4 separate regions of the Mus musculus genome follow, and all the other regions are linked to region 2. The links are chromatin contacts, called in public promoter capture Hi-C maps. All regions are on one chromosome and are shown on one strand. The core of a region is the stretch at or near the end of the contact, and the rest is flanking DNA. Distances in the headings are between cores, read along the strand shown. Region 1 holds the start of Prkcsh (protein kinase C substrate 80K-H). Region 2 holds the start of Eif3g (eukaryotic translation initiation factor 3, subunit G). Region 3 holds the start of Rp9 (retinitis pigmentosa 9 (human)). Region 4 holds the start of Ccdc159 (coiled-coil domain containing 159).

Evidence for each region. Promoter capture Hi-C pulls out the DNA fragments that hold promoters and counts their contacts.
Region 1: a contact with region 2 is called in a promoter capture Hi-C map of liver, with 6 times the contacts expected there. The contact joins the promoter of Prkcsh here to the promoter of Eif3g in region 2. A contact is called at or near these places in 5 of 39 promoter capture datasets (the 3T3-L1 cell line, hippocampal neurons, liver and 1 more), 1 of 484 Hi-C or Micro-C datasets (CD8 T cells) and 2 of 9 other capture datasets (adipose tissue and liver).
Region 3: a promoter capture Hi-C map of pre-B cells shows a contact between it and region 2, with 9 times the contacts expected there. The contact joins the promoter of Rp9 here to the promoter of Eif3g in region 2.
Region 4: a contact with region 2 is called in a promoter capture Hi-C map of liver, with 7 times the contacts expected there. The contact joins the promoter of Ccdc159 here to the promoter of Eif3g in region 2. A contact is called at or near these places in 3 of 39 promoter capture datasets (liver and second pharyngeal arch cranial neural crest).

Annotation. Positions count from the first base shown.
Region 1 is chr9:21,997,367-22,004,864 of GRCm38.p6, reverse strand. It overlaps Prkcsh (protein kinase C substrate 80K-H), which reads right to left and starts at 1,877. Exons shown (of 18, transcript NM_008925.2): 1 at 1,777-1,877; 2 at 1,328-1,466; 3 at 1,072-1,188; 4 at 272-367; 5 at 117-174. The coding sequence starts at 1,406. Ccdc151 (coiled-coil domain containing 151) reads left to right here and starts at 2,231. Exons shown (of 13, transcript NM_029939.3): 1 at 2,231-2,619; 2 at 6,699-6,820; 3 at 6,902-6,979. The coding sequence starts at 2,391.
Region 2 is chr9:20,895,005-20,902,068 of GRCm38.p6, reverse strand. It overlaps Eif3g (eukaryotic translation initiation factor 3, subunit G), which reads left to right and starts at 3,479. Exons shown (of 11, transcript NM_016876.3): 1 at 3,479-3,525; 2 at 3,645-3,691; 3 at 3,902-3,985; 4 at 4,093-4,181; 5 at 4,303-4,362; 6 at 5,849-5,953; 7 at 6,052-6,241; 8 at 6,873-6,980. The coding sequence starts at 3,506.
Region 3 is chr9:22,466,332-22,473,990 of GRCm38.p6, reverse strand. Rp9 (retinitis pigmentosa 9 (human)) reads left to right here and starts at 5,635. Exons shown (of 6, transcript NM_018739.2): 1 at 5,635-5,917. The coding sequence starts at 5,790.
Region 4 is chr9:21,925,735-21,932,508 of GRCm38.p6, reverse strand. It overlaps Ccdc159 (coiled-coil domain containing 159), which reads right to left and starts at 5,038. Exons shown (of 13, transcript NM_025977.3): 1 at 4,781-5,038; 2 at 3,283-3,416; 3 at 2,975-3,201; 4 at 1,166-1,199; 5 at 722-810; 6 at 563-644. The coding sequence starts at 4,791. Tmem205 (transmembrane protein 205) reads left to right here and starts at 4,974. Exons shown (of 4, transcript NM_178577.5): 1 at 4,974-5,217; 2 at 6,152-6,260; 3 at 6,355-6,518. The coding sequence starts at 6,161.

The sequences.
Region 1 (7,498 bases), core at 628-3,127, 1.1 Mb before region 2:
GGCCTGCAGACCTGTGCCGCCACACTCAGTAAGTGACAATCTTAAAAGGCAAAGGCGAGGTGAAAAAGTAAGCGGACAGGGAAGCAGCCTGACTTCCAGGTAGGGGCCCCACCCACCTGCAGGTGTTCTCGCAGACCGTGCCGCTGTTGTACTCGTCTGTGCCATCACAGCAGTCTGAAGCAAAGGTAAGGGCCAAGAGCAGAGTGGGTGAGGTCTCCCCCTGGCTGGCCCGACCTTCCCCAGATCCTGGGAGGACCCGCACTGCACTTACCACATACCCCATCATTGACCCGGCTGGAGAGGATGTACAAGGGCTTGTACCCAGTGTTGGTGCAGTGAAAGCTGCCATTGGGACAAGCAGCTGTGCCTACAGGAAAAAAAAAAAGTTTGATGCGTGTTCCCCACGCCACATTTGTTTGTGGGGGGCTCCAGCAAAGTAAGTGTAACTCGGGTGTGGTGGTGCACGTCTGTAATCCCAGCACTCTGGTGGTGATCACAGGATAACCCGTGGTCCAGGTCATTCTCAGCTACACTGTGTGCTCAAGGCCAGGCTGGGCCACCAGAGACTGTGTCTCCAGAACAAAAATAAACTAAAGCACAACCAAGAAGAAACTGTATCTTCAGGGGCCAGCAACACAATCCTCCAGTATTCCCCAGCTTCTCCGGAGGCCCTTCAAAAAGGCCAGGCAACTCCCCTCCACTCCTCTTTGCCTTCATCAATCCCTAGAAGGCCATTCAGTTTCCCTCCTCCTCCCACTTCTGAGAGGGTCTTCTGTTGGCTCTTCCTGACTCGAAACCTCACCTCCTCCTGAATGCCATTCATGGTTCCTGCAATGACATTTGCTGACTTGGTCATACACCTGGACATTTGTTCCTTTGATAGGGAATGGAAACCAGGACTGGCACCTACAAACACTGCCCCTCAGCTAATCCAAGCCAACAGGGATCTTGTTTCTGTGCCTGCTTCTGCTCACTGAGCAGGAAGCAACAGGAGAGTGAGATCCAAGTTCTTTGGGGCATCTGCGCTTAGCAGGCTCATTTAATGGGCGATGGGCAAATGCAAACGCTCACCAGGCTCATCTGAACCGTCCTTACAGTCGCAGTAGTCGTCGTTCACCTGATCGAATGGGATGGTGGCTGTGCCGTCCAAACAGGTGAAAGGTTTAGATTCTTCATAGAAGTGATGGTCTGGTGAGGGAAACAAGAAGCTCTGCTCAGATCTTAAATAAATATTACCTCTGTCCCACTCACTCACCAGCTGAAATGCTACGGGAAACGGAGGAAAAAGGCTGAAACGCCCCTCCCGATGCACAAAGAAGAGACTCACTGCTGAGGGAAACGCCCCGGGGTCTCTTAACTTCTACAGCCCAACAGAGGGGTAGTAGTAGTAGCAGCAGCAGCAGCATCCCGTCCGGGCCGAGACCGGAAGTGTGTTATGCGGCAGGAAGATACGCGATGGCCTCTCACTGTAGGAAAGAATGAAGAAGCATCTAATCATTGGGAGAAGGCAGCTTACCCAAGACCGGCCTCACCACTGCTTCCGGAAAAGGAGGGCACAATCGGAGTTGGAAGTGCAAGGGCAAGGGGCGTCTCTCCGCCCCGAGCCAGTGGAAGAGTCTCAAAGTGAACTCAAAACCATAGGTCTCTCGGTAAAGAGGTGAAATGGGCAACTCCCGCCAAAGGTTCAAAGGATTTACGATCCCTCCACACCACCCACCCTGCTGCAACCTATAAGAAACTAGGGTGCCTTCCTCCCATCGCTACTTCATCACCTACGCGAGGTAGAGGCAAAGGTCAATAGCCACCACACCAGGTTAGCTCAGCAGCCACGGTTCCTGCAGTAGAATAAGAGAACGGAACGCTCCGGATACGTCACTTCCGTTTTGCTCATCCCTCTTGGCGAACGGCAACTCCGGGACGCCATGTTAGGAGTGGCAAGAGTGCGTGTGCGGGCGCTGAGGCGGCCATCTTGAGTAGGAACATGAAGACCTAACCTTAGAACAGATCGGAAGTGTAGCGCTTAATGGCGGCGTAACGTGCCTCCATCTTGGGAGTGGCGGGTTACTGGCCACTGCCAGCGAACACGCAGGCGTCACGTGACCGCTACGCTCGCGCCTCTCTTTCGCTGGGCCTCTTTGTGGGACCGCCCCTCCGAACCGAGTCAGCCAATAAGAGCAGTGGAGTGTAACGCGGGCGGTTTCCTTGGGAACGTGGGCGGGGGGAGGAAGTTACTTAGCAACCGGGAGATGCTAAGAGGCCCGCAGCCAGGCAGTTAGCAGAAGTGCATTCCCAGAGCCTAGGGAACCAGCGTTTAGGATCCTGGATTATAGAGGCCAACTTGTAGTTATTCTCCTACCCCTTAGAGGCTTCCCGACCTTAACCCGATCACCATGACGTCCCCCCTGTGCTGGGCAGCCGCGACCACCACGGTGACTAGCCCGGAGCAAGCTCCAGCGCCCTCTTCCAAAGCCAAAGGCAGTAAGGTTCACCGAAGCAAGTCTATGGGCCGGGCACAGGCCTGGCCTGCACATCATCCCAAGTCAGCAACCTCCTTCCATGCAATGAAGTCTTCTGTGCACGCACAGGTGCTTGAGTTACAAAGAAAAATCCAACTGTTAGGTAAGTATGGCTGCAGACTGCACCGAAGGATCCGGGATCAACCGTGCCCACCAGGTCTTCTGAGTAGGCGCTATGTGTTTCTCCAGCACGAGTCTATGTGACCAACTTGAAACAAACACTCAAATCTTATCTTTCTTTCCCATTTCTTTGTACTATTACCTCTTCTAATGTGCATATGGGTGAGTGAAAAGCACAGATTCTAGAGTTTGTTTTTCTTTATTTATTGTTCTGTTTTGCGTTTCTGTGGGCAGAGTGCAGTACTCTCAGATGCCAGGAGAAGGCATTGGATCCCTTGGAGCTAGAGTTACAGGTGTTTATGAGCTGACCAATGTGGGTGCTTGAGACTAACAACCTTCCTCGCTCTGCAGGAGCAGCAAATGTCCTTAACCACTGAGCCATTATCCCTCCCACCCAAATTTTATTTATTTATTAAATTATTTTTGAGAGTTAGCCTCATGTGGCCCAGGCTAGCTTGAACTCAAAGGAGACCTAGCTCCACCTTTTTGGGTGATTGGCATGTGCCACCATGCGGGCATCATGCGGTGCTGAGGCTGGAACCCAGGGCTCTATTCATGCTACTCAAGCACTTTGCTGAGTTATATCTTCAGCCCAAAGAGAGTTTGTTTCTCTGGGGTCTGAATCCTTGCTCTGCATAAAAGTTGTTTGATCTTGGGGAACTTAGAGTCATCTAATTGTACTCAGTTTTTCCACCTGTAAAATGGGCATAGTAACTGCACAGGTAGTACTTGACATTCATAAAATGCTCATATAGTGCATTGTTAAGTAGTAGAAAGTAAAAACTAGTGGCTTCCCTGGAGGGGGAGGAGATAATGCTGCCCTTCCCAGAGACTATTTAGCAATGTCTGCAGACTTTTTTATCATTTTGCTGAATGCAGGAGGGTACTACTCCAGTTTATTAGGCATAGGCGAGGAGAAGGCTTTACATGTTATTAGGCCTAATACAGCCCCCACAGCAAAGAATTATCAAGACCAAATATTGCTTATGCCACAGTTTGGAAAAGCCTACTGTGATTTTGCTCATATTATTAAGAAGAAATCTTAAACCTGATAGTGGTGACATACGTCTTTTTTCTCAGTACTCAGCATGCAGGAGGCAGAGGCAGGCAGATCTCTGAGTTCAAGGCCAACCTTGTCTATAGAGTGAGTTCCAGGACAGCTAGGGCTACAAAGAGAAACCCTGTCTCAAAAAAAAAATGAAAATAAATAAATACATAAAAAATAAAAATACTGTAAATTAGACATGGTGGCCCATGTCTGTATTGAACACTTGGGAGGCTACGGTTGGATGATTGGCATTCGTTTGAGGACAGTATTGAGTATCTAGTGAGTTAAAAGCTAACCTGGGCTACAGAGTAAGACTCTGTCTGAAAAAAAAGAAAGAGAGGAAAGAGAGGAAAGAACAAGGAAATGTAGGTCGGCAAGATGTCTCATCAAATGAGGACATTGCTACCAAGCCTGATGACCTGAGTTTAGTCTCCTGGGACCTTGAATTTCTGATCCTCCTGCCTTTACCTTTCTCATGCTAAGAGAAAAAGGTATGATCAAGCATGCTACCTGATTTATAGGATGCTAGAGATTGATATTTTTATCCCATAATAAAAGAAAGTTAGGGGCTGGAGAGACAATGTTGTTGGTTCTGTTTGTTTGTTTGGAGACAAGGTCTCTGAAGGTAGCCTTGGCTGCCCTGGAACTTGATTTGTAGGCTTGGCTGGCCTTGAATTTAGAAACCTGCCTGCCAAGGTCTTCTGAGTGTTGAGGCTGAAGTCGCGCCTCCACACCGGATTGCTTATTCATTTTGTTCTGCTCATTGCTCAAGATCACACTCAGGGCCTCATACAGACGAGGCATGATCTACAGCCGTCACTATATGGGTTTGCTCTTTTAAAAAAATACTTTTTTATCTTATGCGTGTGAATGTTTTGCCTAAATGTATGTCTGTGTACCATGTGTGTTCCTGGTGCCTTTGAAGGTAGGAAAAGAGTATCAGATCCCCTGGAAATGAAGTTACAGACCATTGTGAACTGCCTTGTGGGTGCTGGGAATCAACCTCTGGTAAAGCTGGCCTCTTAACTACTGAGCCATTTCTCCGGTCCCTGATTTTTGCTTTTTGTTTGTTTATCTTTTGTTTTCTGAGACAGGATCTTATTGTATAGCCCTGGCTAGCCTCCAACTCACAGAGATCTGCCTGCCTTTGCCTGCTAAGTGACCCACCACATCTATTTAGCTCATAAGGTTTTTGATTGATGTGGAATACTTATACATGTTTATGGGATGCAGAGTTGTATTATAGAACACTGTATCATAACTAGATTGTGGTAATTGGCGTTGTCATCATCAGACATCACTGATATTATTGTGTGGGGCATATAATCCTTTGTATAGCTATTTGGAAACACATGAGATGTTTTCTGCTGTTATTATTCTACTATGCCTTAGGGCATCAGAATTCATCCCATGTGTACCCTCTCTCAACAGTCAGGGACCATTACACTGGCTTTGTGGTGTATACCAGGAGGCTGAGACTGAGGCTGAGGCAGGAGGACCCAGGTAGCCTGAGCTACGTACTGAGACCCTATTTAAGGAAACCAAGCAAAAGATGGATTGCAAAAGAGTTTGAGTACCAGGAATGGTGGGGCACACCTAGCATCTCAACACTTGGGACTTGGAGACAGAAAGATCAAGAGTTCAAGGCTAGGGCTGGTGAGATGGCTCAGTGGTTAAGAGCACTGACTGCTCTTCTGAAGGTCCTGAGTTCAAATCCCAGCAACCACATGGTGGCTCACAACCATCCGTAATGAGATCTGACACCCTCTTCTGGTGCATCTGAAGACAGCTACAGTGTTCTTAGATATAATAATAAATAAATATTTTAATTTAAAAAAAAAGTTCAAGGCTAGCCTAGGCTACAAAAGTGAGTTCCATACCAGCCTAGGCTATAAGAGACTTTCTCTGAGAAAAGCAAGACCAAAGAGGGTGATGGTGGTGGAGAGATGAGAGTACACAATTGTGAGCACTTGCTTCAAAATCCTGCAGAGCAGAATTTCAGTGTGAGCACAGAAGCAGCTGGGTGTGCCTGTAAGTGCCGGTGACCTCAGCTGCTGGCCGGGTAGAGAACGGAGCTTCACTGGGACTTCTTGACTTTCAGCCTAGCAGATGTTCCAGCCCCAAAGTCACAGAGAGACCCCCACCTCCAAAAGGAATGGGTGGGAGACCAGAGAGATGAGTCAGCAGGGAAGATACTGTTCTTACAGAGGACCCAAGTGCAGTTTTCAGCCCCCATACACATGCACACACACACTTAGTTTAAGATCTTAAATTTTAACAATGTATATTACTTTGTTTTAATAATGTATATAACATTTGTCCATCTGTGTGTGGGTCTATGCATAGAAGTGTATGTGTCCAAGGAACCCAGACGAGGAAGTCTGATCCCCTGGAAACGAGGTATAGGCAGCTGTAAGCCACTCAGTTGGATGCTAGGAACTGAAGTCGGATCCTCTGTAGGAAGAGCCCTGGATCTTAACTGCTGAGCCATGTCTCTCCAACCTCCGAAATAGAATCTGTAAAAAAGATAAAAGAATGGGCTAGAACACCAATGTCATTCTGGTCTCCAAGTGATGGGTGTATGCCCCACCCCCACCCCATACATGTGTGGATGCTCTCACACAAACACACTGCTCTTTTTCCACTCCTCATCCTCCTTCTCTTCCTCCCCCTCCTCCCGCTCCTCTTCTGTAAGAGTCTGGGTCTGTAGCTCAGCTAGCAGGGTGCTTGTCTGGCACACTCCAATCCCAGCTCTGCATGACTTGGATGTAATCTGACAGGTGCACAGCTGCAATCCCAGCTCTTGGGAGGCAGAGGGATGGGGAGCAATACCCAGCCTTGGCTATATGACAAGTGTGTGGCCAGCCCAGGCTACATGGAACCCTATCTCAAAACAAAACTAAAATATACAAACAAACAAACAAACAAACAAAAACACCACCACTACCAAGTAGATCTTCTCTCTGGGAAGTGCCACCCACCTACCTAGTGACAGTGACCTCTGTCTGCCGCAGAGGGTGACCGGAAGGCCTTTTATGAGAGCTCCCAATGGAACATGAAGAAGAACCAAGACACCATCAACCAGCTTCAGGAGGAGACCAAGGCTCTCCACGTGCAGCTCAAAGACCTGCTGCAGGTGAGGTGCACAGGTGAATGGCAGGGTTTGGGGCAGCAAACAAGTGACCTGAGGAAGTGACTGGGCTTCTCTCCTTGGCAGGGAGACTCGAAAGTGATTCAAGCAATCATTCAGGAATGGAAGTCAGAGAAACCGTTCTTGAAGAACAGGACTTGTGAGGTTAGCCCGGCCATCACCATCCCGCCATTTCCTCCACACTGGACTTTCAGCTTCCCTGAGCTGTCTCTCTAGGTTTTCTCCTTATCAGCTGCTGATCATTTATTCACTCAATGAAAAAAATTAATGTTTATTTTCATATATGCGGTCTCAGGTGCCTCAGAACATATGTGGAGGTCAAACAACAACTTTTGGGAGTTGGTTCTCCCCTACCACGTGAGCTTTGGTGAGTGAGCTCCAACCATCAGGCTTAGAGGCAAGCACTTTTACCCACTGAGCCATCGTATTGATCCATCAGTAAAATCTTTATTAGATGTAAACCTGTAGTGTTAATGTTGGTGACCTTGCGGTGATAAACCAGAAAAGGTGTGTCCTAGTGGAAGACTGGCAGGTGTTGTGTGGAGGGTTGCGGGCCTCCATTCTCAGTACAGAGAGGCCTAGGCAAGAGGAGCAGGAATTCACTCTGCAGCCCAGGCTTCCTAGCAAGACCTGAAGACCAGACTTGTAGGGGCTCTCAGTCAG
Region 2 (7,064 bases), core at 2,230-4,729:
TTTCACTGTGCAGTGCAAGCGGCCTCTGGAGGCTCCCGGCTCCTACCCGAGCTGATGACAGGTATCCGCAGCTCCTCCCCTCCACTGCACAGCCTTCTAACTGTCAAGTCTTTGCATACAAATTGCCACCTGTCAAACTACTAGGTTCCAAGGAGAAATCCTATCAGTATTTTAATTTTGTACCTTTAAAAACCACCTGGCCGTTTTTCTTTTCTTTTTCTTTTCTTTTTCATTACAAACAGGATGTTACTGTGTAAGCCAGGCTGGCCTTGATCTTGAGGTGGCACTCCTGCCTCAGCCATGTGTGTGTCCCCAGTGGGTCCTTTCTAAAAGGTAGCTTTGCAGCTGGGGTTCTTTCCTTGGTCCCCAACCTCCTTCCTTCTCACTGTCCTACTCTGCCCTCTAGTGACAACTGCAACAAGTTTTTTTCACAAGAAAACACAGGCACCCCAGGAAACCTTACTTAAAGTGACCGTGTTCTCCAGCCGGGAGGACGGAGACCTGGAACTAACTCTTCAGTCTGTTCTTTGTTTGTTACTTGACTCACGACCCCACTCTATTTCCTCATTCCCAGCTGAGTTCAAACTCTCGGATTTTCTGCCTATGCCTTCCTAGCACTGAAACTGACCATTTTGTTTATTGTGTCCTTAGAGAGAACAACAGTAAAAACCAAATGTAAGTTAGTTAACCAATTTCCTTTTAAGGCCATACCATCCTTAGATGTTGCCTGACCTCCTCTGATTCTATTACATTTTGTGTGTGTGTGTGTGTGTGTGTGTGATTTTTCAAGACAGGGTTTCTCTGTGTAGCCCTGGCTGTCCTGGAACTCACTTTGTAGACCAGGCTGGCCTCAAACTCAGAAATTTGCCTGCCTCTGCCTCCCGAGTGCTGAGATTAAAGGTGTGCACCACCACGCCCGACCCATTACATTTTTATGAAGCGTTGTCCTTCTTAGCCCCGAGGCCTGGCTGGGAGCTGGGAGCAGGGACATTCAGCCTCTGGACTGAATCCTGAAGAGTCTCACAGGATTTCTTCAAGGTCGAAGTCCATCTAGAAAGCAGCTATTCATTCTGATGTTCACCCTAGATCCTCTGATTCTACAGGGGTCCCACTACGATGCAGTGTGTGAGAACAGGCCACAGCATAAGTGTGGGGCTCAGGGTACAACCTGCTAGAGTTAGTCCTCTCCTTCCCTCAGATGGGTCCTAGGGTTGAACTCCAGGCAGCAGGCTTGTGGAGAGTGCCTTCACCCACTGAGCCATCTTGCCAGCTTAAGATACAAGTTCTAAGTGTTAGGAGTATAGGTCAGTATTAGTGTGCCCAACTCCCTGCTTTCCGTTCCCCACCAGCATCCCAAACAGACACATGGACTTGGAGTGGATGTTCCTACGGCAGAGAATCTGATATAACCTCCACTTACTTGACAGGAGCTTAGCACTGGAGAGAGTTTAAGGTGGCAGGAATAGAGCTTGCAACGTTTTTGCAGCTAAGGAGGTACTGGGACCTAGGTAAAATATTAAGGCCTAGATAAAATGTCAAGGCCTAGGTAGCCTACTTGGCTAGCCTACCATTATAAGGAAACTTTCTCATATGTTTCTGCTGTTACTAGGAAACTTTCTAATGCCAAAACTGATTACATATTCTGTTATGCCCTGTGCCCTTGGAAACCAATCATGATAGAAGTTAGTAGAACTTTTTTGAATAGTTACCCATAATAAGCTTTGACCTGAACCAACCACCCAGCAGCACTTACTAGCCATATATAAATTTTTATGGTATTTGTCTGTATAAGCTGTCCCTGGGATGGACTCCAACATAAGAGAGAAATCTCTGGCCTGGAGAGATGGCTCAGTGGTTAAGAGCTCTTCTAGAGGTCCTGAGTTCAATTCCCAGCAACCACATGGTGGCTCACAACCATCTGTAATAGGATTTGATGCCCTCTTCTGGTGTGTCTTCAGACAGCTCAAGTTTATATAAATAAAATAAATAGATGAGAGAGAGAACTGCACCAATATAAGAAACCCTTTGGAATAAGACTTCCATTTTGAGTAATGACTGAGTAAAGTTTAAGTTCCCAAGACCTCCCTGGAAACTGGCATCCTACTTGGCAGAAAGACATGTGCGTGGGTAACTGACAACCTGGTTGGCACATTGAGACATGAATGTTCAACAAGGAAAGTCTCTTGCCACCGTTGAATACCCAACCAATGGGAGCAGGATACGTGTAAGGCAAAACCATGTTCCCAGGTAAACCCCCCATTTCTGAATCCTGATTGGTGATGTGACTTGGCCCAGATGTTTGTGGATTTGAGGCTTAAAAACCCTGCAGGATCTTAAGTCAGGGTCACAGTTCAGGTCCTGAATCTGGACTGTGGCCCTGGTTAACCAGTCCTGACATGTATGCTCAATAAAGTGCCTCTCTCTGACTGAGACTGGGGCTCGTGTGGTCTGTGAGGGGACTCCTGGACCACAGCAGGAGGCTGGCTGCCAAGCCTGAAGGCCTGAGATCAATCCCAAGACCCACATAGTGGAAGGAGAGACTGTCTGCAAAGTGTCCCCTGACCTCCATGTGTGCTATGTATGCACAAGCATGCTGTCTTCAAATAATACAAACGCACAACAAGGTTGTAGGATAAACCCTAGCATGCTACACAGCAAAGGAGGCACAGGAGACCAGGTGGCCTCTTATTCAAAGAAAGGACGTCTTAGCACAGGACAAAAGGGTTTGGTCTGAGTCTGTTTCTTCTTCAACAAACCAGAATCCTGGTATCCTCTAAACGATGTGGGGCGAGGGCATTCTTGATACACGTGCTTTTCAGCCAAGCTTGTTGGCACACAATTATAGCCCCAGCTATTTGTGAATTCCTTGCGTTTAGGAGTTCAGGGGCAAGCCTGGGGAACAAAGCAAGACACCTTTAGTTTTGGAGACAGAGTCGCATGGAGCGCAGGCTAGTCTGGAATCCACGAGGTAGCTGAAAATGGCCTTTAACTCATAATTTTCCAGCTTCCACCTCCAGCACTGCGATTACTGATGGCTGAAAACTAATTCTCCGGGAAGAGGGAGAGAACGAATCAGTTCCGGGTGTGGCGATTTCATGTTCATATTCCCAGCACGGACGAGAGTAAGGTGGAAAGACAGCTATGAATTCAAGGCCACCCTGGGAATACTGCTCGTGAGCCTGTACTTTCAGCCTTTTGGAGTTGAGACAGGATTGTGAGGCTATCCTATCTATAGAGTGAGACACTCACGTCTAGCCCCATTACCCAAAGGGGGAAAAAAAAAGTTTAAAAAGTTCTTTGAAGCTTTTTTTTGGACCCCTTTTCCAGGTTGGATCTCAGCGCTTTGCGGTGCGCGAGAGCCGCGTGTCCACCTTTGTCCGCAGGGAGGCGCTGTGCTCACCGCGGTCTGGCCGCTCTAGGCTGCGGCCGCGGCACCGGAAGCCTCTTCTACTCCGGCTTCCTGTCTTTACCCGGGCTGGGAGCTGCGTGGAGTTAAGACTTCGAGATGCCGACTGGCGACTTTGAGTATGCGTGGGGTGGCGATGGGGTCGCCGGGGAGGCCGCGTGGGGGCTGCTCTGGGGTGCGTGGGGGTCTGGGCGGCGCGGGGGGCCGGGACCCGCTCACCAATCTCCTGTCCCCGCAGCTCGAAGCCCAGCTGGGCCGACCAGGTGGAGGAGGAGGGAGAGGACGGTGAGTGCCGAGCGTGGCCGCGCCCGCTGCCTGTTCCCGGGGCCCACGCTCCGGCTAGGGCCGCGCGTGGCCAGCCCCACCCTCGCCCTGCGCTGTGCCCCCGGTGCAACCCGCAAACACACAACACACACACACACACACTCTCTCTCTGACTTGAAAGTTCCCGTCCCGTGGCTCACTCTACCTTCCTCCCCGAATTCCCTCTGGCAGACAAATGTGTCACCAGCGAGCTCCTGAAAGGAATCCCTCTGCCCACCGGGGACACCAGTCCAGAGCCCGAGTTACTGCCCGGAGGTGAGCAGTGTCCATCCCTGCCTGCTTCCTCTTCCCTTCCGACTCTCAAGCCTACTTTCCAGCCAGTCCCCATTACCCGGGAATCAGTTTCTGTCATCTTCCTCCAGACCCGCTGCCACCTCCCAAGGAAGTCATCAATGGGAACATAAAGACAGTGACTGAGTACAAGATAGAGGAAGATGGGAAGAAATTCAAGGTGAGGTCGAAGTGGACACATAGGGCCAGTGCCTTTGTGTTCAGGGGTTCAGGTGGAGGGGTGTCAGTGGCTGAGACAGGGCCTGAGGCTCTGGAAGCACTCCTCTCTTATTCATCTTCAGATTGTCAGAACCTTCAGGATTGAGACCCGGAAGGCATCAAAGGCTGTGGCAAGGAGGAAGGTGAGATTCTACCTCATTTGGGGGGTAGGGTGTTCTCTGGGGCTGATCCTGAGGAGTTGGGAAGCCCCTTTTTGTTGATGTGGAGTAAACGTTTAGTGTTAGGCCTTGAAAGGTTAGGGCCCAGGAGTAGATGAAGTTAGATGCTTTATTTATTCATTTACTTTTGTTTTTTTATTGTTCTCCTTTTGTGTGCGGATGTGCGCAGCATCATCCCCCCCAGCACATGGCACAGCATACTTTTGGTTTGAGCTGGTCTCTCGGTATTAGGAACTAGACTAGGCTTGCTGGGCACTAACAGCCCCAGGGACCCTGCTGTCCCCACTTCCTGTCTGGCCTGCACCGGGAATGCAAGTTTGCCTCTGTGCACAGTGTTTGACTGTGGGTGCTCGGGGTCAGAGTCTGACGGACACTTGTGTGACAGACACTGTACTGAGACATACCCAGCCCTCTTGGGTTTTATTGTTTGTAGTTTGTTTTTCCAGACAGGGTTTCTCTGTGTAGCCCTAGCTGTTCTGAACTCACTCTGTGGTCTAGGCTGACCTTGAACTCATAGATCCACATGCATTAGGATTAAAGGCATTGCCACCATTTGCTGGCTTGTTATTTTTGAGAGGCTCTAGCTCTGGTCTTCATTCTAAATGCTTCTGCCTCAGCCTCCTGCATCCTGACCTCCATTCTCTCTCCTTTGACCTGTCTACATGAAGAAGCAAGCAGCCTCTACTTACCTAGGGGGGAGGGCTTGTAGAGGAGGGACAGCGACGCTTGAGAGCAAGGTCCCGTGCCAGCGTTCAGCAAGACACAGCTTCTCAGGCTCCAGGCCAGCTTAGGGAGGCAGGGAGCTTTGTGGCCCCTGTTTTACAGGCAGGAAATGAGTTTCAGGTTTAACTGGCTCGGTTCCTAAGGTCTGGGTGATTCCTCCTTTGTCCCTGGTGGGAGGCTGGCCATGGAGCAGCCCAGAAACTGCCAGCGGCACAGTGGAGCCCTGTACTCAACCTTTTTTTTTTTTTTTTTTCTCAAGACAGGGTTTCTCTGTATAGCCCTAGCTGTCCTGGAACTCACTCTGTAGACCAGGCTGGCCTCGAACTCAGAAATCTGCCTGCCTCTGCCTCCCTCCCAAGGGCTGGGATTAAAAGCGTGCGCCACCATGCCCAGCATGTACTTAACCTTTTATATGAGTGTTAGAAAGTGTACTGCACGTTTTCACACGAGCTACCTTACCAGCACCTACCTCAGATAACTCAGGCTGGTTTTGAGCTTGCGTGTCTTGAGGTCCTCCTGTTTGCACCTGGCAAGTGTTGGGGTGACAGTTGTGTGCCACTGTGTTTAGCTTAGGGAATGGGGATTGTCACCATTACCACAGGGAAGGCCTCTAGAGAGACTAGATCTTCGGATTCAAGGCCCCGGAATGGTTGTCTGTCTGGGGTACCCACTGCAGGATCCTTCCTGTCTTTTCCTCACTTCTCCCCATTGTTTTCTGGGAGCCCAGAATTGGAAGAAGTTTGGCAACTCGGAGTTTGACCCACCGGGGCCCAATGTGGCCACTACCACAGTCAGTGATGACGTCTCTATGACATTCATCACTAGCAAAGAGGTGAGCTGGGTGAAGCTGGAGCCTGAGAAATGCAGTGGGGGTGGTGTGGGCCGGGCCCAGCAGCCTCCTCTGAGCCTTCCCTCCCTATACCCCACCAGGACCTAAACTGTCAGGAGGAGGAGGACCCAATGAACAAGCTTAAGGGCCAGAAGATTGTGTCCTGCCGCATTTGCAAGGGCGACCATTGGACCACCCGTTGCCCCTACAAGGACACACTAGGACCCATGCAGAAGGAGCTGGCTGAGCAGCTCGGCCTGTCTACTGGGGAGAAGGAGAAACTGCCAGGAGGTGTGGACGTGGGGACCTGGGAGGGTCTCAGCTGTTCTGTGGTAGTGTGCTCTTCTCTTCCCTGCATTACCTGTGGCCAAGTTTGAGTGGCTTCGGGCATGGTCATCCTGATGTGTGACTGATAGCTTACTCTAACTTGGGTATGCGTGCGTGCATGCGTGCGTGTACATATATACTCTGTGTGTGTGTGTGTGTATGTGTGTGTGTGTGTGTGTACATATATACGCAGTGTGTGTGTGTGTGTGTATACACGTATATACTCAGGCAACATCCACCATGTATGTGCTGGGCTCAGTGTGGCCATAATCTAATGTGTCCTGTGGGGGTGGCTGCCTCTTGTGACTTGTATGGAACTTTGCTTCTCACTGTCATGGATGAGTGGCCTAGGGACATCCTCACTGTTGTGTGCCTGTAGTCGGGATGCTGCCGGGCTGGTGGTGTCCAGCGCTGGGGCTCTGCAGTGCTGGCTTTGTTGTGTCTGCCCTGTGGCTTGTTCACTTTGCTCGTGACACTAGCAGAGACTTTGAAGAGTGGTAGCTTCCTAGATGTGATGTTTGGGTCACCAAAGGATGACTGGGTGTCTGTACCTGGGGGCTGGGGCAGAATAATCCTTCCGTCTGCTGCTTTCCAGAGCTGGAGCCCGTGCAGGCCGCCCAGAGCAAGACAGGGAAGTATGTGCCCCCCAGCCTCCGGGACGGGGCCAGCCGCCGTGGGGAGTCCATGCAGCCAAACCGCAGAGGTGAGGAGGTGGGAGGCCCGCCCCCGGAGGCAAGGGCTGTGAGTACTCCTGCAGTGTGGGCGTGGGGTCCAGCGGTGGCACCCT
Region 3 (7,659 bases), core at 4,386-6,885, 1.6 Mb before region 2:
TTCTCGATTTTCTAATTTGGGATCCACTTTTTAAACATGACACTGATGATCCCTCTGAATTTCACGAGTATCCATGTGGCATCCAGTTTTCATCTCCACTCGCAAATAATTTAGAGAGGTCTCCTCTTTCTTTTGCTTAGTTTGGCTGAAAGTGTCTAGTTTTGTCTTTGCTAAGATTCAGCTCTTCCATGGACAATTATTATTCTTTTTTTCTAATATATTTTTATTACTTGAGAATTTCATACAATGTATTTTTAAATTATTTTTATTTTAAGCATATTTGGATTTTGAATAAGAACTAATCAAGCTTGATAACTGTCTTAATTAGGGTTTTACTGCTGTGAACAGACACCATGACCAAAGCAACTCTTATAAGGACAACATTTAATTGGAGCTGGCTTACAGGTTCAGAGGTTTAATCCATTATCATCAAGGCAGAACTTAGCAGCATCCAGGCAGGCATGGTGCAGGTGAAGCTAAGAGTTCTACATCTTCATCTGAAGGCTGCTAGCAGAATACTGGTTTCCAGGCAGTTAGGATGAGGGTGTTAAAGCCCACACCCACAGTGACACACCTACTCCAAAAAGGCCACACCAACTCCAACAGGGCCACACCTTTTAATAATGCCACTCCATGAGCTGAGTATATACAAACCATCACATTTCACTCTGTGGCCCCCATAGGCTTCTTCAAACATATGTGTCCATTGTGGCCATACCTAAACATAGCAAAATGCAAAATACATTTAGTCGAACTTCCAAAGTCCCTATAGTCTATAGCAGTCTCAACAATGTTAAAAGTCCAAAGTTCAAGGTCTCTTCTAAGATTTATCCAATCACTTTACTGTAATCCCTAAATCAAGACAGGAAACTTTCCAGCTGGGCAAACTCCAAACTGCATCTCCACGGCTGATGTCAAAGCGGTCTTCAGATCTCCAACTCCCTTTTCATCTTTGTTGCCTGCAACAAACTTCTTTCTTCTGGCCTGGTTCCACTCCCTGTTAGCAGCTTTCTTCAGGAGATAGACTTCAATGTTACAGCTTCTTGTTTCAATGTCTAGATCCACACATGATCTTCTGGGTTCCTCCAAAGGGCTGGCATCACTTCTCCAGCTCTGCCCTCTGAAGCACTCTAAGCTCAGGTTGATTCACTCCATTGCCACTGCTGTTCTTGGTGACCATCTATGGTACTGGAATTTACAATACAATGGGGTCTTCCACTGCAACTAGGCTTCACCAATAGCCTCTTATGGGCTCTCTTCATGGAGCCAAGCCTCAACTCCTTTGCATGATCCCTTCAGTCCTGGACCATCAACTGCAACTGAGGCTGCACCTTCACCAATGACCTTCCATGGCCTTTCACAGAGCTGAGCCTCAGCTGCTCTTCATGACTCCTTTAATACCATATATTTTATATTTTTTCCTTTCTAATTTTGTTATGCTTGTTCACAGTGGTTCATACCCATAATCCCAGCACTTGGGAGGCTGATGTAAAAGGAGCATGAGTTTGAGAGCAGCCTGGGCTGTATAATAGGATGTAGAACCGGGGGAAAGAGGCAGAGGTCGCTCAGTCGGTGACATGCTTGCCATTCTGTTACGTGAAATATAAAAAAGCACCAACCCACGCTAATGCCAGCTACTCTCTGGCCCCAGCGGTCTCTCTGGCCCTGGCGGCTAGCCTCATGTAGCGACTGCCCATCTAGCTGTCACAAATCCCAGGAACCAGGTAAAATCAAAACTCTAGAGGCTTGTAATTTATCAGTCAGATTTAAATTAGCAAATTCTCAACCCACAAACTGCTCGCACAATGAACTCAAAACTCAATTGCTATAAACACAAGCTACACACCTAGACGGGTCAGACACACCCTACTTATTACTTAATCACCTAAGAAATCCCCAATACTTGTGGCTTCCAGGACCACGAGTTTCTGGTTCCTCTTCCTCTCCTATAGGTCTCATCTTTATGAGGAATAACCTCATAAACTTAGGAAGTTTACCCGTACAACCCCCTATCCAAATTCCCATAATGGGGGCTGACTTCCAATGCTCTCGCCTCTTCCTGTTGGTGCACATCTGCTATCCCATCCTGTGGGGAGTGGAAGCAGGAGGAGAAGAGGTTCATGGCCATCCTCTGCTATGTGAAGGGTTCAGGCTAGCCTAGACTACATGGGAACTTGTCTGGAAACACAAAAATGAAATAAAATACAAACAATAAAGACTTTCCCACTAGTTTTGTTTTTGTTTTCGACTTTCCCACTAGTAAGAATATCTTCTAGACACTACATTTGCTGACTAAATTTGAGTGTCTCACAAAGCACTTGACATGGCTGGCGTAGGCAGGTTCTGCCTGTGGCTAGATCGACTTCCAGAAAGCAGTTCTTCCTAGATTAGTGCTTTCTTTTTAATGATTTTTGTTTGTTTGTTTTGTTTTTAGAGACAGGGTTTCTATGTATAGCCCTGGCTGTCCTGGAACTCACATTGTGGACCAGGCTGGCCTCGAACTCAGAAATCCGCCTGCCTCTGCCTCCCAAGTGCTGGGATTAAAGGGGTGCGCCACCATGCCCGGCTGATTTTTTTAAAGAAGTATTTATTTACTTATTTATTTATTTTATGTATATATGAGTATGCTGTAGCTGTAGTGATGGTTGTGAGCCATCATGTGTTGCTGGGAATTTGAATTCAGGACCTCTGCTCACTCTGGTCAACCCCACTCGTTCTGGCCCTGTTCACTCCTCCCTAAAGATTTATTTATTATTATATGTAAGTACACTGTAGCTGTCTTCAGACACACCAGAAGAGGGCATCAGATATCATTACAGATGGTTGTGAAACACCTTGTGGTTGCTGGGATTTGAACTCAGGATCTTCATAAGAGCAGTCGGTGCTCTTAAACACTGAGTCATTTTTCCAGTCCTTAATGGGTTTTTAAAAAAGATTTATTTATTTTATTTTATTATATGTGAGTACACTGTAGCTGTCTTCAGACACTCCAGAAGAGGGCGTCAGATCTTGTTACGGATGGTTGTGAGCCACCATGTGGTTGCTGGGATTTGAACTCAGGACCTTCAGAAGAGCAGTTGGTGCTCTTAACCACTGAGCCATCTCACCAGCCCCCTTAATGGTTTTTTAAAACACAAATTTACTTAGTGTGTGTACATATGTACAGAGTAAAGATCAGAGGACAACTTGCGGCAGTCAGTTCTATCTTCCGCCATATTGGTCTGTGGTCCCTGGGGATCAGATTTTGGTCAGTCATGGCAGCAAGTGCTTTTACTCATTGTGCTAGCCCCCAGCTTAGTGTTTAAGAGTAAAACACTAGTTTGTAGTTCTAAGGCAAATCACTTTATCTGCTCATAACCTCAGTATATTAGCCCACCACTTGATTTCATGGTTTGTTGTGGTTTTATTTTTGTTTTTTGAGATCAGTTCTCAATATGTAGCCCTGGCTACCCTATGAAGACCAAGCTGGCCCTGAACTTTCAATGATCTTGTCTCTGCTTCCCTAGTGCTATAGTCAACAGCATATGCCACCATGCCTGACCAAGATAACATACTTTTTATTATTTTTGTGGTGCTGAGGATTTAACACAGGGCCTGTGCATTCTAAGCTCCAGCACTGAGCTGCAGACCCAGTTCCATCTATATTTAAGGAATAAATTTTCAATTCGTGAGTTTTAAGCATTCGACACTTTTACAAAGGATTATTTTTATTTTATGTATATGAGTATTTCCCCTAAATGTATACACATGTGTGCAGTGCCCATGGAGGCCAGAAGAGCGTGCACTGGATCTCCCAGAACTGGAATAACACACAGTTGTGAGCTGCTGTATGTATGGGAACCAATCCCAGGCCCAGTGCAAGAATGGCATGCCCTCTTAACTGCTGAGCCACCTCTCAACCCCAAGACATTTTTATTTTACTTTTATTTTCATTTAAGTTGGGATACTTATTGAATGGTAGCGTAGCATGCCTCAGACCCTAATCAGTTGGTTGTTTTACCTAAAAACAGGAGACATGAGATTGATTAACCCTGAATTTATCTAGTCTATCTGCTCCCTCTCCAATATTTAAGGCACAAAAAGTAACTACGGTATTTTACTGTCAGATTTTACAGAGGCCTATTCCAGACCTGGGAAAAGGCCCCTTCCCAACCATCAGCTTTAGAGTCCAGGAACGGTGAGAGCATCACAAACAGATCATTCTGAATGAGATCATCCAGGAAGCTGTCCCCAGTTCCCACCCCATCACAGTGGAGCAGTCACCTTCATGGGAAACAGATTGTCCCCTCAAGTAATGAGGTATATGTGACTACCTTGCAAGACAATGATTGAAATAACCAATCATAACATGGTTTGACCAATATTTAATTGTTGGTAGCTGATCCCTGCCTCAAATCTTCCCCTCCTTACATCCTAAAACCTCGTGCCAGTTATCTGGAAATAGGCTGTGAAACTCATCTCTATTTTCTCAGTGTGGGCCACAGTGATTAGTATCCTTTTGTTGCCCCTCCCGCACTGGGAGTCAGGCTCTGCTTATGGCTGGTAGAATTAGCAGCAGGTGGTGCACACCTTTAATCCAGGCACTTGGGAGGAAGAGGCAGGCGGATTTCTGAGTTCGAAGCCAGCCGGGTCTACAGAGTGAGTTCCAGGACAACCAGGGCTACACCCTGACTCGAAAAACCAAAATAATAATAATAATAATAATAATAATAATAATAATAATAATAATAATAAATAAATAAAACAAGCAAACAAAAAAGATTTAGCAGCACAGACCAGATTGAACTCATAGAGAACTGCCTGCCTCTGCTGAGTACCAAAATGCCAGCCTAATACCTTTCTTTCTTTTTCTCGGTCGTTCCTCTTTGCTACCTTTGGATAAGTGTAGAGACCTAACTTGGAACGCTCCGAGTGGAGCTTCCGGCCTGAGACACCGCTTATAGGAGCAAAGGAGGAAGAGCAAGTTTTAAAAAAGGATGCTCCTCTGCAGGATACTGTGTGTCTGCTTTTATTTTTTATTTGCATCACCAAAAATCTTGGTATAAAATATTATGAATATATTGGTCTGTGTTTTTACTACGAATTCGCATAGTCTGGGAAACTGAAGATTTTATAGAGAACGTTGTTTTCTTCCCAGAATGGATGAATCCATAGGTAACAAGTAGCAGCCAAAAGGCTTTTAGTTTAGAAGGCCATACTGCTTTTGCAGAGAACCAGAGTTCGGTTCCCAGCATAGGGTGGCTCATATAGCCCACAGTTCCAATTCTAGAGAGCCATCGTCCTCTTCTGAATTCTGGGCAACTACCGAACTCCACCCCTGCACCACCACCCCAAATATATACGTAGAAATAAAATCTTTTCTCTTTTTCCTTTGTAACAGGATCTCCCCAGGTCTCTGACTTTACTAGCTTGACCTCGTACTCACAGGTCAGTGTTTCTGCCTCCTGCGTGCTGATATTAAAGACCTTTGACACCTTGCCCACCCACAAATACTTAAAACCTTCATAATATAAAAAAAAAAAAAAAATAGAAAGCAACGAGTCGCAGAAGTGGGTGTGGCCTGCAGGCGACTTGGAGCACCCGGAAGCCCTCGGGCCCCGCCCGCCTTCGCCCCGCCCCGGCCCGCCCCGCCCCTCTCAGCTAAGGTTCCCGCAGGCCTCAGGGCCGCGGGGGCCTGGCTGCACGTTCCCTGTCGGCGTTCTGCGGCACGGGCCGGTGGGACGTTGGTGGGGTTGCGCTGCGGGGAGGAAGAGGCGACTTTCCACCTTCTAAGCCCGCCTCGGGTCGCGATGTCGTCCGGGGCCGGGTCTCGGCGGCCGCGGGAGCCGCCGGAGCACGAGCTGCAGCGGCGGCGGGAGCAGAAACGGCGGCGGCACGACGCGCAGCAGCTGCAGCAGCTCAAGCACCTGGAGTCCTTGTGAGTCGGCTGGGCCGGGTGCGGGCGGTGCGGGCCGCCGCCGACGGGTGGGCGTCGCGGCCTGGCGAGCCCCCGGCTCCCTCTGCTCGAGGGCGGCGGAAGGACGCGAGGAGGGAGGCCGGCCACTGTCCCCGCCACGGCGACCGTGGCAATGGCAGTTGACGCGTCCGGAAGCCGAGCTCGGAGCCCCTGGGGGTCGAAGGACGCCAGCCTCTGTCCACTACCACGGACGGCATCGGCGGGAAGCTCAGGGTGGAAACTGCGGGAGACGCGCGGGAAGGCAGCGGACCCGCAGCCGGGCCTGAGGGTGGAGCCCGATGACCTGCGACGACTGTAGTGTAGAGTCGCATGTAGGTGAGGGAAGGTGGCGGGCCTCCCGTCCACAAACTAAACCGAGGTAAAAGTCAGAACCGGGGAGGAGAGGTTTGGGGACGCTGAGCGTGGTGAGGACAGGACATTGTAGGAGACTGTAGAAGATGTTTGTTATGCAGACATTTCGTGTGTGTGTTTGAAGACAAGTTTCCCTGTGTGTATCTTATGCAAACAAGTCTCCGTGTGTGTGTGTGTGTGTGTGTGTGTGTGTGTGGTGTGTGTGTGTGTGTGTGTGCGCGCGCGCGCGCCTGCATATTACCTCACCTGCCCGCCACCTTTGATCATTTTATCTATGCTTGACACATCACTGGCACATTGTTTGTGTGTTATTTTCTTCTTTCAGTGATGGTGTTTCAGTATGGAGTTTTCCCTCTTATATGCCCACAACCCCAGGCATCCTGTTCGTGTCTAAGACAAGGAAGGGCTCATGAGCCTCCCACCTTAGACTAGAGCGCCCTCTTAAATTAAATTTCTCTACATGTGACCTCCTTCACCTAGGAAATTTTCACACTACTGCATGAGTATGGGTATGTAAAATAGGGGATACAAGTCAAACACTTACTGATAATAAGACATAAGGAAATGTGTTTAAAGCAGTTCTTATATATGCAGTTTTACCATTGATTAAAAACAAAAGCAAAATTGAATACTAATGAGATAGATTACTTGTTTATTTTTACACAATTTAATCTTGGCTGCATATTTGAATGATGAAGGATGTAGAACATCTTCAACATTTTTCAGAATGATTTTATATTTTGATTTTATAATTGTTGAAGCTTTCACACCACTGTCACTATGCATAAGTACATAGAATATACGATAATAGTAGGAGTATGTTTAGGGCCATTTCAGAAATTGTTGCAAATTTGATCCTAACCAAAAAAAAAAAAATTGAACATTTTTTAAAAAGATTTATTTAAGTACATGAGTACACTGTAGCTGTCTTTAGACAGACCAGAAGAGGACATCAGATTTCATTATGGATGGTTGTGAGCCACCATGTGGTTGCTGGGATTTGAACTCAGGACCTCTGGAAGAGCAGTCAGTGCTCTTATCCTCTGAGCCATCTCTCCAGCCCCTAATTGAACATTTTTTAAAAGATCTATTTATTATGAATATCTTGCCTGCACGTATGTACTTGCATCTCCTGCATGCCTGGTGCCCGATGAAGCCAGAAGACTTCATTGAACCCCTTGGGACTGGACTTGTAGTTGTGAGCAGCCATGTGGGTGCTGGGACCCAAACTTGGGCCCTCTGCCAGAGCAACAAGTACTCTTAACCACTGAGACATCTCTCCAGCACCACGGGACAGTTCTGTATGAAACGTAAGGCAGCAACATTAGCGGCATTTTTAAAATCAGATATTC
Region 4 (6,774 bases), core at 3,789-6,288, 1.0 Mb before region 2:
CCTGGACCCTAGAACATTTTTAATTTTTAAGATTATTTTTATTTTATGTGGGCATTTTGCCTGGTGCCCATGGAGGTCAGAAGAAGGTGTCCTGTTAGCTGGAACTGAAGTTATAGAGGGTGGTGGCTACCACGTGGATACTGGGACCAGAACCTGGGTCCTCTGCACGAGCAGCCAGTGCTCTTACCTGACAAGCCATCCCTCAGCCTGAGGCTTCTGTTCTTATTTTTATTTCTCAGCCAGAATCTCTAGCCTGGGCTGACTTTCAACTCCCTAATTAGATAACCTTGAATAATCCTCTGGCTTTTGTCTCCCAAGTGCTGGGATCACAGGCACACACCACCTGGTCCAGTTTCATTCCAGGCTAAAGATGGAACCCAGGACTTCATTCATGCTAGGCAAGTGCCCTACCAGCTGGGGCCCAGCCTCAAAAGGTGGGAAACTGCTGTGGGTATGAGGCTAGCTTTGACCCCATCTTTTAAAGCCTGTTTTGACCTTGACCTGGAACTTATTTCCACTCACCACAAACTTCCTCAGACCTTGGCCTCTATCTCACCCTCACCTTCAAGCTGCTGAATCTTGATCTGCTGTAGGCAGCTCTCCTTCTCCAGCATGGTCACAGAGTGATTCAGGAACTCGAAAGCCTGAGGGGCAGGAGATGAGGCCTCTTGGAGTGGGAAGAAGGATGAGAACAGGGATGCAGAGGGTGGAGGGGACTCACCTTGCTCTGAGCCTGCAGCTGGCTCCTGAGAGACTCCAGTTCGCATCGCAAGAGCTTCTGAGAGTCAGGAATTATCATGGTGTTCTTAACTGTGGGCAGAGGCGAGGGCGAGTCATGGCTGAGGTAAGATCAGGGCAGAGATGGGGCGACAGAGGAAGCAGAGGGGCAGGCATAGAGCAGGAGACCCCTTGAAGCATTTAATGAGCATGGGCCTCAAACTAGAGAAGAAGAACGTGGAAAGTATCCCTCCAAGGTGGCTCTGTGGGTAGGTGCTTGCCACTAAGACAAGGTGACTTGAGTTCGATCCCACGACCAACCCTGGTAAGTTGTCCTCTAACCTTCAAAGGTCATGGCACACACCCTCAAACACAGGGAGTAAATATAGAAGTGAAAATTAAGCAGGGATAGAAACCCAAATGTCTTCCCGTCCGGTCTCATGCTCACCTTTTACTTTGGCTGAGCTGGGCTCCAGGGACTTCTGGAGCAAGAGGAGAGGAGTGTGAGAATGTATCCTTAGATACTTTACCTTGTTATAGCCCTCCCCAGAGCGCAGGGCAGGAGTGGTTCTCCTGAGGTCTGGTTATCCCAAATCAGGCAAAACTATGTCCATGGTTATTCATCCAAGACCCCCACCCCCACACTTATCATCTGCACATGCTCAGAAGTGCACTGTGTGCCTCATCTCTGTCTATGGAACTCCGGGTTGACCCTGACGTAAAGCAGAGGCCAGGCTGTCCTTGGTTTGACCTTTCTCCTTCGGAGCACAAGACATCAGCTACAGCAATGTCTACAACAAACACCATCAACACTTACTTGACACACCACAAACTGTTGTTTGTTTGTTTGTTTGTTTGTTTGTGTGAGACAGGATTTCTTTGTGCAGCTCTGGCTGTACTAGAACTCACTGTGTAGACCAGGGTGGCCTCAAATTCACAGAGATCCGCCTGCCTCTGCCTCCAAGTGCTGGGATTCAAGGTGTGCACCACAACCACCCAGCCACAAGCTGTTAAACACAATCAGCCATATGGACACACAATTTTAGTCACTAGTATGAGTCTCACGCACAATAAGAAACCATATAGATACAAAACCAAGAAAAACCAATCAACTAGCCAAACAAACAAACAAACCAAAACAAAAAAACACAAAACGTCAGACATCCTCACGTTTGAAGAGTCAGTTCAATGTTTTGGTCTTTGGGGGGCCTAAGATTTGGTCCCAGCACCCAGGTTAGGTGGCCCAAAAGCATTTAAAGCTCCAGCTCTAGGAGATCCAATGTGCTTGACCCTGGTCTCCATGGACACCTTGTGCTAAAGACACTTGGGAGGCAGTAGCAGGTGGCTCTTTGTGAATCTGAGACCATCCGGGTCTACAGAGTTTCCAATCAGCCTTTTTTTTTTTTTTTTTTTTTTTTTTTTTGGTTTTTCAAGACAGGGTTTCTCTGTGTAGCCCTGGTTGTCCTGGAACTCACTCTGTAGACCAGGCTGGCCTGCCTCAAACTCAGAGATCCGCCTGCCTCTACCTCCCGAGTGCTGGGATTAAAGGTGTGTGCCACCACACCCGGCTTTTTTTTTTTTTTTAATAAAAATGCATAATGTTCTTTAAGAAGACCCAATTATCCAATTATCCAGGTCAGAGGGCTCAAAACTACCTACCAGAACTTCAGCTCTAGAGATCTAATGCCCTCTTCTGGCCTTAAAGGAATTATACTCATATGCACAAACACACACACACACACACACACACACACACCTTCAAAAAATGAAAGACAGGCCAGGCAGTGATGGTGCACCCCTTTAATCCCAGCACTTAGAAAACAAAGACAGGTACATCTTTGAGTTCCAGACCATCCTGGTCGACAGAACAAGCTCCTGGACAGCCAGGGTTATACAAAGAAACCCTGTTTCAGAAGACAGAAAACAACCCACAAAGACATAATGTCTCCATCCTAGAATCCTAGCATTCAGAAGATGCAAGCATAAGAAACAGGAACTCAAATCCAGCTTTGGCTACAGAGCAAATTCAGAGTCAGCTTGGGCTACAATAGCCACTGTGACAAACAAGCAAAGGCACACAAGTAGGATCCCTCCGGGTACTCTGCCCCTCCCTGCCTCCCTTCAGCAGTGCTGTTCTAGGTTCTGAAACAGAGTACAGACCCTGCCCTGCACCCCTTCCCTACGCGCCATAGTAGTGCACAGCAAGTTCACTCTTAGGTTAATGGGGATACCCTAAGTGGGGATAACCTTGGCTAACCTTGGCTACACAGTGGTTCCTCTTCACAAGGTCCTGGTCATGATAATGGTCCTTGTTCACGTCTGAGCTGGAACAGGGTGTACCCTCATGAGGCTGTGGTTCTGAGTCCCACTCCTTCTCCCAGGCCCCAGACTTCCCTGCTTGTTCAGAAGCAGTGTTCACGATCTCAGGCTCCAAAACCCTGGACCAGTGGGTCATACAGTCCAAAGCCTTGTCTGAGGAGGGCCCTAGGGGGACAAAGGTTTCCTTCAGGGACAAGTGAAAGCCACTTGTAATTGTCAGCCCCTCCCAGGCCTCCAAATGTCTACCAGGCTCTCCAGGAGGTGGTGAGTACTGGCTCCTCTCCTTAGCAGCCCAAGATGTGATGGCGAGTAACGGAGGTGTGCAGAGATGAGAAACACAGTCGTCAGAGTCCCGGGATAGGCCAGCCAAAAGAGAGTCACTGCAAAGGGGGCATGGGAGGAGCTCTGAGCCCACTAACTCCCCATCCTTTTGGTTTTAGCTATGTATTGTTTTGAAACAGTCTCATGTAGCCCAGGCTAGCCTCCAACTCATTATGTAACCAAGAATGATCTTGAACAGCTGATTCTCCATCTTCTACCTCCCCGGTGGCTAGGACGACAGGCGTGTGTCACTGCATCCCGTTTACACAGTGCTGGGGTGGAACCCAGCTGCACGCTAGGCAGGTGCTTTGCCAACTAAGAACCAGCCCCAGACACCTGATCTCTTTAGTGTTTCCCCAAAGAGACTCCTCAGAGATGTTCCAGCCAGAATCTCCTCAGTATTGGCAGAAGTGAAAGTCAGAGGAGAGGTAAACCCAAACGGATGCCCAGTGACCAGCTTAAAGGTGGGAAGAGAAAACCAACTGCGTAAAGTTGTCCTCTGCCGTGCGTGCCATGACACACGCACTCGTAAGACATGTCTCATGCACAACAAGGATAACAAGGCTTTATATTTAAAAAGGGGACAGAAAGTAGTCACATGCCTTTAATCCCAGCACTCAGGAGGCAAAGGCAGGCAAATCTCTCTGAGTTCGAGGCCAGCCTGGTCCACTTAGTGAGTCTCAGTCAAGTCAGGGCAAGAGACCCTGTCACAAAAACCTTAAAAAAAAAAATGGCTTGAGAGTTGGTTTAGCTGCTTTTCCTGAGTACCCAGGTTCAATTCCCAGCACCCATAGGGTGACTCACAACCGTCTGTGTCTCCAGTCCCAGAGGATTTGATGCCCTCTTCTGACCTCTACAGGCACTAGATTCGAAAGCAGTGCCCAGACATATATACAAGCAAATCGTTAATACACATAAAAATTTTTTTAAATCTGAAACAAACAAAACACATAAAGGACAGGATGTGGTAGTTCAGCCCTTTTAATCCCAGAACTCAGGGGGTCCCTGAGTTCCAAGCCAGCCTAGTCTACAAAGCTAGTTCCAGGCCAGCCATGGCTACACAGTGAGAATCTATCTGGGAGGGGAAAAAATTATATATACTATATTGGGCTGCCCTGATTACACAGATTTAGTCCAATGCTTGTAAATGAAATTTGTTCTAGAATGTCACCTGAGGACCACAGATACCCTCGAAGATTAGAGCGGGAAAGGAAAGACACATTTCTGAGCGTCACCACCAGAAGGTCCCCAACCTTGCCTGCCCTCCCCACAACCCCAATTGAATCTTCAGCTGTCCCCTTCTCCAGAAAAATTTTCGAGCTTGGAAGCTTAACCATTGCTATTAGTCCTAACCCCTTGTTCTGTCAATCTAACACCCTTCCAGTCTCCCCATTCTCTTCCATTCCCACCTACTACAGCATACCACCCGTTCATGCTCTCCCATCAGGGACCACGAAGCCAGTCCCCAGCTGTGACGCTGAAGTTTTGATCCCCTGAGGACACCATCGTTGGAAAACGAGGGGAGGCCAAAGGTGGAGTCACAGAGAAGGGCGTGGTCCTCCCATAAGCCACGCCCGTTCACTCCGCTCAGGCGCGGAGCTCATTGGCGCCTGCGCATCTTCGGTGAGACTGGATGAAGTCCGGAGAGGCGAGATGGCCAGTTGATTCCCGCAAGCCAACTGGGCAATCCCTAAGTGGGAGAGTCCAGAGGAGTGAGAGCTGTGATCTCATTGGCTCTGGCTGGGAGGTGGGGCGAGGCCTGCGGGGCGGAAGAAAACCTGGGAAATCTCAGGCAAGCCGGAGCTGCACTGGAGCTGCCACGGTTCTTGGTCCCTACGCCTGAGCTCGTGTGCTCCAACGGTGGGGTCAGATGGGGCTCCGGGGGTGTTTTGGGATGTTCTTAGAATATCTCGGGTTCCGGATGAGGGCTCTTAGATGTCTGCAGAGCTAGGGTAATCCCTGAAAACCTAAGTATGTGAACTTGAGCTGCTGGGATTCAAGCTTTTGGGGTGCAGTGGACATTGTGGTTTAGAGAGAGTCTTTTGTTCTAGAATTTTGGTTTTGAGACAAGGTCTCATGTATCTCTGGTTGGCTTCCAACTCCTGCCCCTCCTGTTTCTACTTTTGTGCTGGAATGACAGACTAGAACCAGAACCTGTTTTATGCAGAACTGGAGACGGAACGCGAGGCTTCCTGCACGTGAGGCAAACGCTCTGCCCGCTGAGCCATTTGCTCAGCTGGACCTGAGATGTTTGCTTGCTTCCTTATTTTGAGAGAGTCTCACAGTATGTCAGGCAGTCCTCAAACTCAGTGATTTTCCTGCATCACCCTCTGATATGTTGGGGTTACAACTGTGAATCACCAGGCCAGTTTCTACGTCTTTAAAGGCTTTTTGGAATTGAGGAATCTTTTTCTAACTTTGAGCTAGAAAAGTGGCAACTCCCCTGTCTCCGTCTTCCAAGTGTTGGGGATTTACAGGTACAAGCCTTCATGTTGGGTGATATTATTTACTTATTATTATTACTATTATTTTGCAAGTATGGAGGATAGCATGTAAGGCCAGCACCAACAAAGTCCCTGACCGCAAAGCCACGATTCCAGCCCCAAGCCTGAGCCCAGATCGACTGGTTGGGCTTGAGATTGTCTAGGGTCTACTTTGGGTCTTCCAACTGCCATTTCCAGGCTGTTTTCTCTCATCTTTGCACCAGTGTGAGGCTGGCCCTATGCACTCTCTGCCAAGGCCTCAAAGCTCGGGGGTCGAAGGTTAAGCTGAGTCACCACTGTTTCCTTCCCAGGGCTGCAGAATGGAAAAAGGAGAGGACCCGGGAAGTCTGATTAAAGTCATCCACTTGCTGGTCTTGTCTGGTGCCTGGGGCATGCAGGTGTGGGTGACCTTTATCTCAGGTAGGGACCCTCCAACCTGTTATTTAGAGTGAGGACTGAGTAGGAGGGGGACCCGGAAGCAACCTAACGGTGTTTGTGGCCCTCCACCTCCCAGGCTTCCTGCTTTTTCGGAGCCTCCCGCGGCACACATTTGGACTGGTGCAGAGCAAGGTCTTCCCAGTCTATTTTCACGTCTCCTTGGGCTGTGCCTTCATCAACCTCTGCATCTTGGCACCACAGCGAGCCTGGATTCACCTCACACTGTGGGAAGTCAGTCAGGTATGAGGATTTGAGAGTCCTCAAGACTCCAGTGAACACTTAAGGAGATTTGTGTTATTTCAGTGTGTGTGTGTGTGTGTACATTCATGTGCACATGTGTACAATCTTATATAGAAAGACCAGGGGTTGGGGTGGGAGATTAAAAAAAAAAAAGAAAGAAAGACCAGGGATTGATGATAGGTGTCTCCCTCTAACATTCTCATATATAGATATAGATATACACACACACACTTTTAAGACAGGCTTTCTCCGTGTT